2 separate regions of the Mus musculus genome follow, and region 1 is linked to region 2. Evidence: chromatin contacts called from public HiChIP or PLAC-seq data. All regions are on one chromosome and are shown on one strand. Each heading gives the region's core, a stretch centred on a gene start, on an enhancer-like site or on the middle of the called end of the contact. The rest is flanking DNA. Distances are from core to core; before and after follow the strand shown.

The links. HiChIP or PLAC-seq counts read pairs in DNA pulled down with a chosen protein or histone mark.
Region 1: a contact with region 2 is called in an H3K4me3 HiChIP or PLAC-seq map of embryonic basal ganglia, with 2.6 times the contacts expected there. The contact joins the enhancer-like site here to the promoter of Casz1 in region 2. A contact is called at or near these places in 11 of 39 promoter capture datasets (the 3T3-L1 cell line, HPC-7-derived erythroid cells, cranial neural crest and 8 more), 1 of 484 Hi-C or Micro-C datasets (nephron progenitors), 13 of 115 datasets of contacts at active chromatin or transcription factors (VIP interneurons, craniofacial prominence, differentiating embryonic stem cells and 9 more) and 5 of 9 other capture datasets (adipose tissue, embryonic stem cells, embryonic tail and 2 more).

What each region holds. Positions count from the first base shown.
Region 1 is chr4:148,983,969-148,986,668 of GRCm38.p6, forward strand. Pex14 (peroxisomal biogenesis factor 14) reads right to left here. Exons shown (of 9, transcript NM_019781.3): 4 at 69-197. Among named protein-coding and RNA genes, the nearest start is that of Gm17029, 25 kb to the left of the region's middle. RefSeq lists an enhancer at 766-2,700. Within about 2 kb of position 1,388, at least 22 of the 459 cell types and tissues checked have an H3K27ac peak or open chromatin away from gene starts, as enhancers often do. A contact at or near this core is called in VIP interneurons, embryonic basal ganglia and liver, where this site is marked.
Region 2 is chr4:148,803,080-148,805,779 of GRCm38.p6, forward strand. It overlaps Casz1 (castor zinc finger 1), which reads left to right and starts at 1,313. Exons shown (of 21, transcript NM_001159344.1): 1 at 1,313-1,435.

The DNA of each region.
Region 1 (2,700 bases), core at 138-2,637, 180 kb after region 2:
GAGCACTGCTCTTAGCCAGTGTCTTGACTCCCAGCTGGGGTAAGCAGGACTTGGAACAGGTGACTTACTGTATGGCTGCGGAGTGAGGTGAGGGGGCTGGACAGGAACCACTGGGGTAGCTGGGCCCAGGGGTGAAGGCTCGTCGGCAGCTGTGCCCGACTGCTGGAAAGCCAGGTCAATCTCTTCGTCTGTCAGTCCTAGAGAGAAGAGCAAAGGACACTCATGAGTATCTCTTGCCAGCGACCCACCCTCAGCAAAATCTTCCTCTGCAAGCAGGCCCTGACGGCCACAGAGCGCGCCTTGCATTTGAGTGTGCTGCCTCCTCGATTTCGGATTCTTGGGAACCTCTCTCTGTCGCAATTTAACCTTAAGCGACAGAATATTAGCCTCAACACTGCTTCCAAATGTGGCTCATTCAATTTCCTTAATTTATCCTTGAGTTTATTGCTGCTTTTGAAGTCGCTCCGTACTGCAATTCTCCATTCTTCCCCCGAAAACAGATACCATCAACTGCAAATGTGGCTCATTTTAATCTGTAATGGTGTTAAAAAAAGAGGGGAAAAAACTAACAATAATGCACGAAAACAGACAGGGAAACAAAAAACTAATTATTGGGTGAGACGACTAATTAGTCTAGATCGTTTCCGAAGACGGGAATAATTTGCTTTATTTTATGACAAATGCAGAAATAAAAAGAAAAATCAGGACTGACTGTGATTAGTATGAATGGGATATAGAATGTAAAGAAGAAAATAAAACAAGAAAACAGAGCAAAACGAGACCGGGCCCACGCTCTTGGATGACTATTGCTCCAGCCTATCCCAGGCTGCCTGGATCGCCTTTGGCTAGTTCCTCCCCCCACCCCCCACCCCCCTTTAATCCTCTGATGCTCTAAACTACACTGCACACAGGGCATCAGGAAATCGCAGGGCGCCATCTGCAGTGGTTATAGCATGTGGAAAGGATTTGCCAAGAAGGAAGGGAGAGCCAGTGAAAGTCCAGGCTCCTAACCTAGCAGGCTGGGAGCAGAGAGGTATTCAGAGGGCCTGAGGCCGACTGGGGGACCGATGGTAAAGGAGGAGGGCTCCATAGGACTAAAGTGTAGAGCCCAGGTTTGCAACAAGATTCCTACAGGGCCCACTCGGGAAGTAATGGTGTATACAAAGAGATCTACTGCCGAGGGTGAAAAGCAGGTGAGAGGTCACTGCTAGCATGCAGAAGACAACTCAAGCTGGTCCAGGCTGTTCCGGGAATCCCAATATCCAATAGAGCCACAACACAGAGCTTTTAAACCGGGGCCAAGAGCTTTTCCACATCTGGTCGGCAGCTCTCCATTAGAGGCCCACAGCACAGTATACTTGCCCCTGGGGGTGGATGAAGTACAAGGCGGTTCTGAGGATCAGCATCTTCAAAGTGTGGGGCCTCGCACTCTGTGCCTGGGGGCTAATACGTGGTATACATTAATGCTTTAGAGCACAGCTCGGCCCTGTACCATATTGGCCTGAGTCGATGCTAGCCATCCCTCAGACTTTTCATGCCCCACTGCAAACGGTCAAGGGAGTGCCTCAACTACGCAAAATGGCCCTTGACCTCTCTCCTTTCACGAGGCAGCAGCACTTCCTCTTCACACACAGGAGCCAGACAGAAGCAAGCAAGCAAGCCCTGCTGTGGGTCGTGGGCCATGGGTCGGCATTCACCCAGCCAGAGGGAAGGAGGTCAGGCGATAGAGCAGCAGAGCATCCCAGGCTGCGCAGGACAAGGGCATCCCCACTTCCTGCACAGCTTGCCACAAACAGGATGCATTTGTTGTTGTTTCTTCTCCCCAGAGCAGGAGTAGGCCAGACAGACAAGCCAGGTAAAAGTGAGGACACAGATCCCCGGAGCCTGTGCCTCTTGGGCTCGTTCGCCTGTCAGTCACTGCTGATGGCTCTTCCTAAATAGGAAGGGGCACCGCTCTCCTCTCCAAGCCGGGAAGGAGGACGGTGCTTTTCCCAGTCCACTGCAGAGGAGAGGAAGCAGCATCTGCGACATCAGCACAGGCTGCTGGTCACTGGCACACCACGGAATTCTCTAAACCTGGTGGATCATGTGCCTTGTCAGCTGCTGGCTGCAAATGAGGATAATTCTCCCAAAAGGAGCATTCAGTTGCATTCTCATTTCCCTTCTGGCTCTTTCAAATATAAACAAGTACGATAATGCTTAACGCTGGGGAAATATACAGCAAGTTACAGGCTGCGCCTCGGCCTCGAGAGCTGGCGCTGGTTAAAGGAACAGGACCTTCTGCCGGCTGTTCTGCCCTCTGGCCCCAAGCTTTTACCAAGACTATTCTCCTAATAAAAGCCAGCTTGCATTCCCTCAGCCGAGCCCACCAGTGAGGTGAGGGTTCCAATGCCATCGGCACTTCCTTCCGGGCTCTTGCTTCTCATTTGGTGCTATAACTCTACACTGGCTGGAATTCCAATATACCTAGTTCTCCAGAAAAGGCAGGGGCTTGATTTAGTTTCAATAAATGAGTCATTTTTCTTAAGAAGAATGGGGTGGGGGAGAACACATAATTTTCGAGTGCTACCCCTACCATTTCCCCTGAGGTGGGGGTGAAGGCCGTCTAGGTCTGACTTGTCTTGGAGAACAGAGGCAACCAGAGTTATAAGCATCAGACGGCAACTTCACTCAAGGCTGTCAGGGTTTAGAGAGGGATTA
Region 2 (2,700 bases), core at 63-2,562:
AGTGTGACACAGCTGTCACTTACCATAGCATCTGAGGAGTGTGTGACACCTCACAGCACTGACCCAGAGGTTTTATTTAGGAACTCTACCACCTCAGGGCCAGAGAGCCTCAGACTCTGGTCATTTGCCTCTGGACCAATGAACTTTGAGCTCACAGCAGGGCAGGGAACACATCCCAGCAGGCGACTGTCCTAGCGCTGGCCAGGCAAGACAGTAGGGTCATGAAGCAGAGCAAAAGCTTTCCAGTAGGCCCCAGTCCCCAGCAGGGCTGGGCATTGTGGGCGGCATTTTCTCTGAGCAGAACTCACTGTGTAAAGTGCACCTCGAAGTTGGATTATGCTTTGCACTTTTGCTTATTTATGCAATTAATAATTTGCCTATTACAGCGGTCAGTTTCTAACTCATCTTGCCTGGGGGTCCTTCGCCTTTGATTTTTTTTTTTTTTTTTTTTTGGTCTCACTTCCTGAATTTCCATCCTGAATTCTGCAGTAGGAACAAAATGGGTATCATCGCTGAGTCTATGCTGGGGTGTGGTAGCCTGACTGGGAGAGGAAGGACCAGGTGTTAGGGCCAGAGGACCGGTGACCCGCGTAGACAGCTAAGAGGCCCTGCTAGGGTATTGCAAGGATGCAAAGTGTCCTTCAGGGGAGATGAAAACGGCTGTCACCTCCCATCTCCAGGCCAAGGGATCGTCTCCCCCAAGACACTCTGCTTTCTCCGTGGATCTTTCACTTTGCAGCATTCTCGTTTTAATGCACATGATTTGCCCTCCTCCCACGCATAGAGTAAGGTTGTTCTGCGTGGCCTGTCTTGCTCACTTAAGGATTTATTTCTTGCATAAGGGGCTGAATGAAAACTCCCCTTTGCAGAGAGTAAGAGCAAAGAAAATATCAAACAGGGAAGATTTCATTCGACTCTTCTAACAGTCTGGCTTGCAAAAAAGAGAGCCAATTTTCATTGAAAAAGTGGGAACCAAACTCGGGGTGTCAAAGGGTTCAGAATAGCTGGAAAGTAACGCACCCTTGTCCCTTTCTTCTGTCCCAGTCTCAACTCCATTCAGAGGGTGTAGAAACCTTCCGGAACCGCACAAGGGAGCAGCGCGCTCTGATTCTGCTTCGCTGGCCGATCTCGCCGCGCGCGCACGCGGAGCCCAGCCTTGGCGGTGGGTGGGAAGAATGCTAGAGGGGAAGGTCTGGGGGTGTGAGGGTGGAGCGGAGCCCAGCCCCGCGATCCGGCCCGGGTTTTGCATGCCACCCACTCGCCCGTTCGGCCGCGGAGAATTCCATAATCACAGCGGGCGAGAGCGGAGACTGGGAGCGAAAAATCCGGGATCCGGCAACTTCGGTCGCGCATGCGCGCCCGCGGCGCTCCATCCCAAACACACACACATTTTTCCCCGGACTTGGAAAGTCACCCAAAGCCGCCCCAAGTGCAGGTAAGAGACTCGGCGCTCCTTCCACCGCGGCCCCTTCAAGCCCTCCACCTCTGCGGGCCTATTGGGGCGCCTCCAGGTTTCACCCTTGTCCCGGTGCAGTTCACTACCCCCGGGGTTGCCGCTTGCAGCTGGGAGCGGGCGAACGAGCGAACGACCGAGCCAGCCAGCCTGCGAGCGGCGGCTGCCACCCAACTCCGGCTGTACGGGAGGTAGGGGGCACAGAGGGCTGGCACCCCGGCGCGGGGCGGCGCGGCGCCCGCAGTGACCAGGGGAATGCCCGGCGAGCCGCTCCAGTGGAGGGAGGGCTGCAGCTCCTGGGGGTCACTTACTCCAACTGAGGGGTCGGCGGGGTAGGGGAGAAGAGGGGGAGGTGCCAGGCACGAGTACAGGACTTTGCAACTAGGGTGGGGGCGCTTTCCGCGCAGTGGGCTGGGGGCGCAGGTGCTTGCCAATACTGGGTGATCGTTCCTTCTCCCACGCCCCCTCCTGCTGCAGGGGGGTCGTGAGCTGTCTGGAGGAGAGAAGGAGGCAGGGGTGAGGGGCTCCTGGGGTGACTTTGCAAGACTTTGCCCAAGGGAAGGGGTGGGTGGGGATCTCCTCTAGCCGGCTCTTGTGCCCCGACACCGGGGTGTATGTTCTGCCAGCAGAGGTAGGCAGTGTTCGCGTAGGCGCAGGGTGCCAAGGGGAGCTCCGGGTGGGAAAATGAAGGCAAGAGGGTTCTGGGATCTGGGGAGCGGCGCCCCCTTTTCTATCTGTGCCTGGGAAGTTTATCTCAAGTGCGCCGCTCCAAGCGCGGCAAGTGGCGCTTCTTACTCTTTCCCCCTACCCCCGAGTCCCCCCCCGGGCTCCGGCTCGCAACGCTGGGTACTGGCTCCGACCGCTCTGCTGTCGGCTGAAGCTCGCCCTGGATCTGGGGAAAAGTTCCGGGGGAGTTGTGGCGGCTACTGTGTGCGCGGAGAGAGAAGTTGCGCCCGGGGACTTGGGACGCTGGGTTGGCAGGCCCGATTGCGGGTGGAGCGGTGAGCTCCGGCGCCGGAGGTGGGGGCTCTCTCTAGGGATAGGAGAGGATTGGACGGGGTCTGTGACCCTAGGTGGGCTGAGGAGGACCTCGGGGGTTTAGCGTGTGGAGAGGACATGGGGCTGAAATCGGCTCCTGGCAGAGGACAGGAGCATGTAGGGGCACAGGGGACAGTGAAGGGGAGATGACTGGGCCACCAGGACTCTTGGGTCGACCTTCACTATACAGGAGCGTCAAGTGGTAACTG